Linked DNA regions of Mus musculus: regions 1 and 3 are each linked to region 2. A link is a contact called in public promoter capture Hi-C data. All regions are on one chromosome and are shown on one strand. Each heading gives the region's core, a stretch centred on a gene start, on an enhancer-like site or on the middle of the called end of the contact. The rest is flanking DNA. Distances are from core to core; before and after follow the strand shown. Region 1 holds the start of Lag3 (lymphocyte-activation gene 3). Region 2 holds the start of Itfg2 (integrin alpha FG-GAP repeat containing 2). Region 3 holds the start of Eno2 (enolase 2, gamma neuronal).

The links. Promoter capture Hi-C pulls out the DNA fragments that hold promoters and counts their contacts.
Region 1: a promoter capture Hi-C map of cranial neural crest shows a contact between it and region 2. The contact joins the promoter of Lag3 here to the promoter of Itfg2 in region 2.
Region 3: a contact with region 2 is called in a promoter capture Hi-C map of cranial neural crest. The contact joins the promoter of Eno2 here to the promoter of Itfg2 in region 2.

Annotation. Positions count from the first base shown.
Region 1 is chr6:124,909,799-124,913,567 of GRCm38.p6, forward strand. Lag3 (lymphocyte-activation gene 3) reads right to left here and starts at 1,907. Exons shown (of 8, transcript NM_008479.2): 1 at 1,496-1,907; 2 at 966-1,113; 3 at 306-598. The coding sequence starts at 1,553.
Region 2 is chr6:128,423,000-128,426,624 of GRCm38.p6, forward strand. It overlaps Itfg2 (integrin alpha FG-GAP repeat containing 2), which reads right to left and starts at 1,911. Exons shown (of 12, transcript NM_133927.1): 1 at 1,719-1,911. The coding sequence starts at 1,814.
Region 3 is chr6:124,767,929-124,771,503 of GRCm38.p6, forward strand. Eno2 (enolase 2, gamma neuronal) reads right to left here and starts at 1,745. Exons shown (of 12, transcript NM_013509.3): 1 at 1,509-1,745; 2 at 310-409. The coding sequence starts at 394. Lrrc23 (leucine rich repeat containing 23) reads right to left here. Exons shown (of 8, transcript NM_001302555.1): 7 at 2,644-2,947; 8 at 1,941-2,235. The coding sequence ends at 2,674.

The DNA of each region.
Region 1 (3,769 bases), core at 657-3,156, 3.5 Mb before region 2:
TCCCCATCTCTACCTCTACAAGGGATGGCACTCCCGCAGTAGGTGGGGGAAAGGGAGTTGGAAGGGGGTGGGGTGATACAATTTCTCCATAGCCCCCTCATCCCCGCCTAAAGGCGAGCGTTTCAGGGGGCACTTTCCAACCTGCCTTTCCATCCTGCCATCAGGGGGCCATCCCTTCTTCTACACTTCTGGAGGTCCTCAGACAGGGTCTAAATCACAACCCCTAGCCATTGCTCTCCCTGCCCCGGGGGAAGCAGGGATCTGCTTCCCAGGCCCTCTCTCTCCCTTTGTCCGGCCCCACCTACTCGAGGCCTGGCCGACGCGCAGGCGGAGACTGCAGGAGAGGGCGCGGTTCGGGAGGCGCACGGTGGCGTGGTACTCGCCCGCATCGGTGCGCAGAGCTGGGCGCAACCACAGAGAGAAGTCCCCGCGCTGGAGGCCGCGCTCCTCCAGCTGCACGTGGGGATGCAGGGGCTGCCTCCCGCTGCGCAGGCCTCCTGGAGCCACGCTCAGCACCGTGTAGCGACCGGGTGCGGGTTGTCTAGGCGAGGGCATCCCCTGGTGAAGGTCAAGGGCCGGGATGGGAGTGGGTTGGCCACTGGTTGGGGAGAGAGAATAGGATTGAGAAATTTGATAAGGCCACGAAGAAGATGCACTCAAGCATGCTTTGAGGATAAAGTTAACCTGCCTAAGAGACCTCTTGACCGTCAGCAGCCTCCCCTCTCCCCCATAACTACCCCTGTCCCCACTTCCGTTGGTCTTCAGCACTATCTGCTACTGGAGAGGTGGGGCACTACAGGATGCCGGTGTGTGGGGAGCAATCCACAGGAAGGCTGTGTGGTTTTAGAGGACACTGAGCTACTGGCTTTAGAGGGGCTCACAAAGAGGACAAAACTGGCTTGGACAGGGTTTTATCCATTAGGACAGGATTGGGAGGTTCTGTTGTTCAACTTTGGAGTTCATACCTGTCTGGTTGATGTTGCCAGATAACCCCTCCTCTTCGTAGAAAGTTAGGATCCAGGTTGGGGGATTTGAGGCTGCAGGGAAGATGGACGGGAGCTCCCTCCTGGGCCCACACCACGGGGAGCTCTTTCCCAGGCCCTGAAGACACAACTAGTGGAACAAAAGAGAGGCCAAGGGCATTGAGCCAAGAGATTGGAGAATAGAGAAATGCCCTGGCTTTCCTAAGAAAGAAACATCATGCCTCCCTGTTGAAGGGAGGCTGAGGCAGCTTTGGGATCTGCCCTTATACAAAGTGATGGTGCACGCCTCTAATCCCAGCACTGGGGAGGCAGAGGCAAGTGGATCACTATAAATTCAAGGCCAGCCTGGTCATCAGAGCCAGTCCCAGGACAGCCAGGGCAACACAAAGAAACCCTGTCTCAAAACACACACACACACACACACACACACCCCTCCCCTCAACAAAAGCATTGGAATATCACCACAGCTAAAGAGACAGCCATAGAGGTCCCTGCTGGACTCTCCACCTTACCTGGAGCTTCCCAAAGCAGTCCCAGAAGCAAAAAGCCAAGGAGCAGGTCCTCCCTCATCTCCTCTATGGCCCGGGCCTCCCCAGCCCTCCAAGGGAGGTTAGAAAAAGGTCCTGGGAGGAGAGAGAGACAGACAGACAGACAGACACACACACACACACAGAGAGAGAGAGAGAGAGAGAGAGAGAGAGAGAGAGAGAGAGAGAGAAGTTCTACAAGGAGGAGGTGAGGCGGAGGGAAAGAATGTAGGGTGAAGAGGACGCCCCAGGAGTGGGGACTGGAGACAGCAGGATGGATAATGATCAGAGGCCCGGGCTGGGACCCAGAGCAGAGTGCAGGCAAACCCACTGCAGCTAGCTAGAACTTGAGCTGCTCCTCCAGACCCAGTCCTTCTGCTTCTCCTCCCCACTGCCCGCCCCCCCAGACCAAGGCGCGGGGTTTCGCTTCGCAGTGGAAAGTGTGAGGGGGCTGATTCCCAGCAGCCGAGCCCTCCTCTCGGTGGTGGCACTCCCCTTGTTTACTTCCTCAGACTCGGGTCTCCCTACCGCCCCCTCTTCACCTCTTCCCCCTCTGTCTCCTCTCTCTCTCTCTCTCTCTCTCTCTCTCTCTCTCTCTCTCTCTCTCTCTGCCAAGCATTTCTGCCTAGAACTACAGCTGTATCTTTAAGCTTCCTCTACTGTCCCCACAGTTTCTTCTTGACTTGCTCTTTCCCATTAACACTGAAAAAAAAAAAAAAAAAAGCCACTGTCCTACAGTCTGCCTGCCTAGCCTTTCAGCATCTCTTGGACAGGTACTCAAGAAGTGTCACCATACCACAAGTTACCAGATCTGGGTAAGGGCTCAGTGGAAAAGTATAGTAGCCACACGGTGTTAACCTTCATTCTATGCTACATATAACTGTATTATACATTTTCCGTAAAGCAACTTGTGAAACTTGATGCGCGCCCCTTTTTGTACAGATTTCGGGACTTGAGGCTCACAGGCATTAAATAACTTGCCAACATTAGGAAGCATGAAGGCAAAAGCTGTCTAGTCCTTAACCCTACTTGCATTATGGGATGGCCTTTCATCTTCTAGGAAGATGACACTGAGAAACTTGGTTTTATGTGTGTGTGTGGGGGGGGGGGGGAGTTCGAGACAGGGTTTCTCTGTGTATTCCGGCTGTCTTGAAACTCACTTTGTAGACCAGGCTGGCCTTGAACTCAGAAATGCGCCTGCCTCTGCCTCCTGAGTGCTGGGATTAAAGGCATGCACCACCTACCACATTCGGCTGGGAAACTTGTTTTAGATGTCTACTTTTATTTATGTGTCTGTATACATAAATTCCCCACCCTGTGTGAATGCTCAGAGGCCTGAAGAGGGTGTCAGATTCCTTGGAACTGGAGTTACAGGTGTTTTGGGAGCCGCCCCATCTGGATGCTCGACATCAAACCTAGGTCTTCTTGAAAGGCAACAAGCACTCATAACTGCAGAACGGCCTTTCCAGCCCTGACAATAGGATGTTTTCCTGTCTTCAAAACCTCCCTCCTCCCCAAGATTCTGTACTTTAAGAAAAAAATGAAGGCAAGGGTCTATGGAGATGGAATAATGCAGGAATCTTATAGCAAGGAAAACTCAAGAGAGACCAAGGTGTCAGCAACAGTGGCATGTGTAAGTCAAGATTTTGGAAGGTGGGGTGAATTGAAGCTGGCTTGCTTGGGCCCATGAGTTCAGGGTCATCCCTGGCTACAAAGTAGATGCTATGCCAACAAAATGAAACTTAAAATAAAAAGGGAAAAAGACCTTTAATCCCAGTACTTACTAGGCAGAGGCAGGTGGCTTTATGTGAATTTCAGACCAGCCAGGGCTGCGTAGTAAGACTATAAAACAAGAGGAACTGAGGCAGGCTAGAGGAACCCAACAACCTTTGCTCCCCAGCTCAGCTGAGCTGAGAAAATGAAGACGATGACAAGGAGACAGGCCTGATAACTAACTCTGGAGTCTTTTGCCGCCCATGTATGAGAACTCTGCTTCCCACGAGTCAAAAATGTGTCCATGCTTGGGAGTTCTCTTTCCAAACTCTAGGTTGAGACATGGGCCTAACAGCCTCTTCCACCTTGGGGGCAGGACTTCCTGTTTCTATCTGCCTGGTTCAGCACAATGGAGCTGGAAGCTTTCCACTGGGCTCAGCAGAGTCTAGATCTTACGTGAGTTAACATGATATAGTGTGCACTGCTGAGGAGAAACCTCCCCAGGAGCCCAAAAACAGGACGTATGTCAGCCCCCAGAGGAAGACC
Region 2 (3,625 bases), core at 661-3,160:
ATGGCTCAATGGGTAAGAGCACTGGCTGCTCTTCTGAAGGTCCTGAGTTCAAATCCCAGCAACCACATGGTGGCTCACAATCACCTGTAATGAGATCTGACGCCCTCTTCTGGTGCATCTTAAGTCAGCTACAGTGAACTTATGTATAATAATAAATGAAGCTTTGGGCTGGAGCAAGCAGGGACTGAGCAAGCTGAGTTGACCAGAGCGAGCAGAGGTCCTAAAATTCAATCCCCAACAACCACATGAAGGCTCACAACCATCTGTACAGCTACAGTGTACTCACATACATAGAATCAATCAATCAATCAATCAATATTTTAAAAAAATGTTAGGACAGCAAAGTAACCCAATAATGCATCCCTCAAAGTATCCACCGTTAGGTTATGCAGGACTGAAGCTGCTGTGCTGTGCTGTTTAGGTAATGGTGTCAAGAAATGAAATCTGAAAGCTGGGTGTGGTGGCGCACACCTTTAATCCCAGCACTGGGGAGGCAGAGGCAGGCGGATTTCTGAGTTCGAGGCCAGCCTGGTCTACAAAGTGAGTTCCAGGACAGCCAGGGCCATACAGAGAAACCCTGTCTCGAAAAAACCAAAAAAAAAAAAAAAAAAAAAAAGAAAGAAAGAAAGAAAGAAAGAAATCTGAACATACTAGGTACAGTCCCATTTTTTTTTTTTTTTAATATTTCCTATGGTAGGCCTGGCGGCGGGGGTGGGGTGGGGCTGCTAATACTGTTAACACTAACAGTTCCAGAGCCTTAACTGTGTGCCTGTCATCGTTCTACCTGCTTAATGTGCATTTATTTATTTAAATGACGAGAAAAGCATCAACTGCCTAGGAAAGAAAAAAAGTAGGTAGAAATTGCTTTTGTATTTCAACGAAGAGGTAACACTACAAAGTCGCCAGACACCTGAGTCAATTCTGGGTAGGCACAGTAGAAGCCTCGCATGGTCCACACTGATTATGGGGTATCTGCGGTAGGTTGGAGGCAGCAGAGATATCTACCGGTTAATTCCAGTGTAGGAGCAATACAACAGTGTGGCAATAGCAGCCAAGAGTGTGGGCAAGCATGGTAGCATGGGGAATGGGGGGGGGGGGAGGGAAAGCTATAGGTAGAGGGATATTATTAAATGCAATTTACAGGTTAAAAAATGGGCTTTGAAATGTAAAGATGTTTTGCAAGGGAATTGCGGCTACGAAAGGAAATAACGCGGGAAACAGGCTTTTACAACCTCCTATCCTGACAATCACTGAACTGTGCAAGAGAACCAACAACCTGTCTTCTTAAAATTAATGATAAAAAAATAAAATATGGCTGGAGTGATGACTCAGCGATAGGACATTAGCTCTTCCAGAGGAATGGGGTTTAATCCCCAGCAGTGGCAGCTCACAAATGTCTCTAACGCCAGTTCTAGGGGACCCAGCGTTCCTCTTCTGGCTTTTACGGGCACTGCTCACACACGGTACACAGACACACATGCAAGCAAAACACTCTACACATAAATTTTAAAGCTAAAACAAAAAATAACTACTAGAGGCTCTGGCCCAACTAAGCCTCCTGCAGTGACGGTCTCAGAGCGATACTGTCAATCAAAATTTTCTGTTCCGCACGCCATGTTGACTCCAGTGCGCAAGCGCACAACACGCCATCGTGTCGTTCCCACCACCCCCATCTCGCTCCGCCCAAATGCAGTGGTTTGCAGTGCGCATGCACTCACCGCGTCGTTATCCACGTCTCCGAGGCAGATGGCGTGCGGGAAGAGACTCCCGCTGAAATCCAGCGCCACGCGCTGCACATAACTAACCGACCTCATGGCACTCTGGAGGGCTGAGGTGCCGGGCCACTGCACCAAAACGACCCCCGAGCCCTCAGGACAGCCGTGCACGCGTGTCAGGCCACCGAACCGGAAGTCTACGTCACCGCTTAAGCCTTGAGTTCCGGCTTTCTTCCCCTAACCTTAGGGGAGGAGGCGGGCCTTCCGTGCCAGGAGCTGACTTGATACCTGGGGCTTGACCTTTTTCTCTGAGGGGGATTCAGACCATCCCTCGGGTCATAGTAATAGCCGTCATAATTAACAGCTTTGTTTTCCAACAATTTTTATGAAATTCCCTAATGGAGTTGTCAACGCAATGTAGTGGATTACAACCCACGTTAAAAAAAAAACAAAAACAAAACTTAAGGGGCCAAAAATAGAGCTCAGCAATTAAGAGCACTGGCTGCTTGCTCTTGTAGAGGACCCTGGGAAGATTCCTAGCCCCGACATGGTGCTCGCACCCATCCATCTGTAATTCCAGTTCTAAGAAGTCCGACGCCAGACAACCTCTTCTGGCTTCCCAGGCACCTAGGTGATGCACACATACACATGTAGCAGGAGAGCCACCACAAAGATTTTAAAAATATGAAAACAGACAAAGAGAAAAAGATCTAAGTAGTAAATCGTGTTATTTTGTTAAAGCCTTGTTTTGGGGATATATATATATATATATATATACCCTGGATTATAATGAAAAAATTATGCTGTGTACTTTATGGGCAGCAGTTTGAAAAATACCTATTGCAAAGCACACCTTACATGTATTATTTAATCAGCAAAATTATGTAAGCTTTATTGTTTCTTCAGGTGAGGAAACCATGTTCATCAAGATTGAGTAACTTTGCAGAAAGTGGTAGACGTGAGATTCAAACCAAGATGTCTGATGTAAAATGTTAGAGCTCTTTTGTCACTATTGCAGTTCCCATGGAAGTGAAGGCTGCTGGGATTCTGGACCCGAGGCATGATGTAGCCCCACCCCAGCACAAAGAGACCTGTTTCTAGTGGCCTTACTCTAGTTTAGGTGGGGCCATTATTCTCATGACTGGGGCTGCTTGGGATACTTTCCCTGATAAACCAGGTTCTGCCTTTCTTCTGAGATGTGATCAAGGCAACAGGAGTGTTAGTTAAACTACATGTGGTAGTGCTCGCCTGTAATTCTAGCACCTGGGAGGCAGAGGCAGGAGGATCAAGAGATCAGTATCAGCCTTGGCTGTGTAATTCTATGTCAGCTTTGGTTACATGAGACCCCATCTCCAACAAAAAGTCAATAAAAACAAAAGACACTCGATAGAAATTCCTGTAGTCCTGGCGCTAGGGACGCAGAGGCAGCAGTTCAGGATTATTGTCAATCACATGCAGTCTGAGGCCAGCCTGAAACACACTGAGACTCTCTTAAGGAGGAAAACCCTTTAGTTTTACATGTGCAAGCTAATCTACATTTGGCTTCTCATCTTAGGGGGTGCTGGACCAGAGATGTCCTACGTTCTATGTCAAAGGTGGTGAAAGAAGTCTGAGATGAGAGACCTTTCTACCCTAGAGGAAAGGATGGATTTGGTTTTCGTGGCTCTGACAGCTCAAAGTAGAAAGGAAAAAGGCACTGCAGATCCATTCCCAGTTACCAGTCCCTGTTACTGGTAGTGAGCTGTGGGGATGGCTACAACCCTTAGAAGGTCTAAGTCACCTGGGTATACCCGGTGCTATAAACTCACCTGCTGTCATCTCGTTCTATTAGGGAGAAAACAGAACCAAACTTAAAGTGTTTGTGCTTGAATATAACCAGCAATTTATGTTTCGTTGTACTTAGCTGCTTT
Region 3 (3,575 bases), core at 495-2,994, 3.7 Mb before region 2:
CACAGACACCGTGCCATCTGCACGAGCCGGGCCACCTTGTCCGCCCAACTGAGGCCTCATAAGCACAAGTGGGAGGCCTCAGAAACAGGGCTATGCTAGGCAGAGCATGCGTGCTCCTGTGCTCACACTGGCAGGGCCTTTCTCACGCTGAACTAGAACATAGACTCACCGAGCCTGAATCCACGAGCCAAGGAAGATCAGACTCCACAATCCAGCCTTGGGAACCTGGCCTAGCACCCCACAGCCCCTGGATTTGACCCAGCATAGGGGGAAGTAGGAGCTAAGGACAGTCCATGCTCTGCCCATCACCTTTGGCAGTATAGAGATCCACCTCCACGGTGGGATTCCCACGGGAGTCCAAGATCTCTCGGGCCCAAATCTTCTCTATAGACATGATGGCTGGGATCTCCTTGGGTGGAAGTGGAGGAAGGAGAAAGATAAGAGGCTTAGAAGGGTGGAGCCTGAGGCCAGTGGGAGGGGCCAGAGGCTGGGAGGGCTGGCAAAGAGGTTACTGCAGTGGGTAGGGGGTGGGGAGGAGCGGGCTGCAATCAGGCACTGTAGAAGGGGTTCTCCCTTCCCCGTGGAGAGAGGAGAAGGTCAATGCAGTGAGGAAGGGGAGGTCACTGCAGTAGGGGCGGAGTACATCTCATGACAAGATGGGAGAACACCGCAGTGATGAGGGGAGGGGCAAGCAGCGATTTCTTCGCCCCTCAGCAGCTTCACCGACCAGTGGGGTTCCCCTAGACTTCCCCAGGCGGGATGGCTGCCAGACTGGCATTTTTTCCCTTGGATCTTGGAACAGAAAGAAGAGGGGTTGTCTGGGCAGGTGGATCCCCAACTTGACAGCCCATATACACAAGGTCTAGAAAACACTCCGGGGTCGTCACCTCTCTCCCAAACACGAGTTCCTCATTTCAAGAGGAGTCTGGGGACAGCGTCCTGGGACCAGGCCTCCAGTCCCTAGAGGCTACGGTGGGGAATGATGAGGTAGACCCATCGCTTTTCTACCCCCGGACAAATTCCCCACTCCTCCTATCCCTCCCCCAAACATCGGAGAAAATGAAATGTCAGAGAGAGGGGAAGAGAAGGAGGGACCAAAGGACGAGTCTAGAGCAAGTCTGAGGCAGTCAAGGAAGGGTGAGAGGGTATCTTCGCAAACGCAAAAGAAAAAAAGGACGTGCCAGGATAACAACCATCTCCTGTGGAGACATCGAACTTAGGAAACAAATCGGCAGGACCCTAGACGAATACCGGCGCGGGGAGAGGGGCAGGCGAGGGTGGAACCGTGCAGTTAGAGAAGCGGATGCAGAAAGCTGGTACCTAAACCAGGAGGAGGTGACAGCCAGAAAGCCGGGAGCTGTCCGGGAAGGCCAGAGATGGAGGGTGCCAGGGAAGGCAGGTGACAGTCAGGTATGCAGCGTCACCCGCCCGGGTCGCTAAGCCCAGGACAACGGGGAGTGGAGGCGGCAAGGAGCGAGTAAGGGGATGCGGCCCGATACGGGCCTCACCTCGAGGACTGCAGACTCAGTCGGTGGCGTTGGCGGCGGTGGCGGTGGCAGTGGCGGTGGTGACGGCGGCGGCGCAGAGAGAGCAGGAGTGGCGGTGGCTGCGGCTCCCAGCGCGGGCGGGGGGTGGGCAGGGGGCGGCGCCTATAGAGCCGGGAGGGCGCATGTGACCCGGGGGCCCCGATGAGTCAAGAGCTGCAGGCGGAGACGCATGTACGAGCGCGGGTGGTGGTGGGGAACGGAACGGGTGGGGGAAGGGCTGGGGCGATCCAGGACCAGGCTGGCAACCCCTTAAGCACACGGATGCTCATAACCCATGTCCAGCCAACTCGAGGGAAACAGGCGTCGCCTCATTCCAGTACTGCGGCAGGTACTAACCCAGACGGGTGGAAAAGCCCACCCACAGGGGTTCAGGAACTCGGTCACACACAAAAATATAAAAAAATGCCTTTTTATTTGAAACCTCAACTGGCCCATCACAGCTCACTTCCTCAGCGCCTCTCTATAGACAACACCTACTAGCATCCTAGTTTTACCCCCGACCTGTGCTTAGGAGTTCAGGCCCACAGAACAAGCCACACAGACAGATGACTGCCAAGGAGCCTTGGGATGTGATGGATTTCCAGTCTGGGACAAAAAGGAGCATCTCCCACTTCCTGTGACGGGGCTATGAATGTGGTGGTCCCCCACTGGAGTCTTATCAGTTCTTGGGGCCAGTGTCCATGGCTTCCTGGAAAGAGAGAAGAGAAATAAATCAATCGTGTGCCCCAGGCCTCTCAGTCTCTGCCTCACTCTGCCCTCCTTTCGCCTCCCCACCCTGGTGTCCTGTTATTTTTAGCTTCAGATTTTGAGTGCAGGATCTTTTCCCTGGCCCAGCTACATCCTCCACGCACCACCGGCCACCTCTTTCCCTCCTGAGCTCCTTCCCACCAGTCGTCTCTACCAGCTATACAGCGGTCTTCACCCCACCCCCACCCCCAATTAGTTCTTCTCTCTACTGTGGTCTCCTGCGTGTCTTATCACTTTCTGGGCCCCTCTCATCTTTCCTTCATATCTAAGCTATCTCCAGCCCCTAACTCTGGCCTCTCGTCCCGTGTGCCCAGCCTTTGACCTCCTGGGGCTGTCTTCCTGGCATCACCTTTACTGTCCCTGCAGGCTGGAAGAGCCACTAAACTGGTGGCAAGTACGGTTCCATGTCCTGGTCCGGATCGAGATCTTGATCCTGTTCCTCCTTCAGCCTCTGACGGATCTCCTCGGCCTCTGCCCGGTCATCATCCTCATAGAATTCTTTGTCCAGGCGCTCAAGGTGCGCCATCTGCACCAGGGCCTCCTGGCGGTAGTCGGTCTCATCCGCACATGGGTTGTCCAGCAGCACCAGGGCTCGAAGTTTGGGCAGGTCCCGCAGTTTGGCCAGCTCTGCCAGATCACTAATCATATTGCTCCTGTGGATGGGGTTGGGGAGGGGTTAACTCTCAGGAAAATGGGCTTTGATTGTCAGCTAGGAATTGGGCTGCCTTTGTAAGAGGAAGCAACTCTGGGCTCCCCGAAAGCAATGATGGTTGAGGACCGGTAGCAATGATGGTTGAAGAGGACTTGGCTGGATGCATTTCCCTAATCCCTATGCTTCACAGAATCCCTAAATGCCATGTGATGTGTCATCTTTGGGGCCTAGCAGTGGTGGCATATACCTTTAATCCCAGCACTTGGGAGGCAGAGGCAGGTGGATTGCTGAGTTCGAGGCCAGCCTGGGCTACAGAGTGAGTTCCAGGACAGCCAGGGCTACACAGAGAAACCCTGTCTCGAAAAACAAACCAAAACAAAAAAGTTGGAGCAGCAAAGCTAGGCCTCATCCCAGCTTGTATTCGGAGAAGAGGGGCAGATGTCCCTTGTGGGAGCAAACATTTTGTGTCAGGGGTTGGAAGGATCAGGTGAGCAGAGGAGGAGCCGGGGCCCAAGAGTGGGGTGCTATGGGGTGGGGGCGCTTCCTTGGGGAAGGAACGGAGAGCTAGGGATGGATTGGGCCTCCCAGCTTGAGTAAAAAGTCTTCTAATGTACTTCTTTCTAGAACTC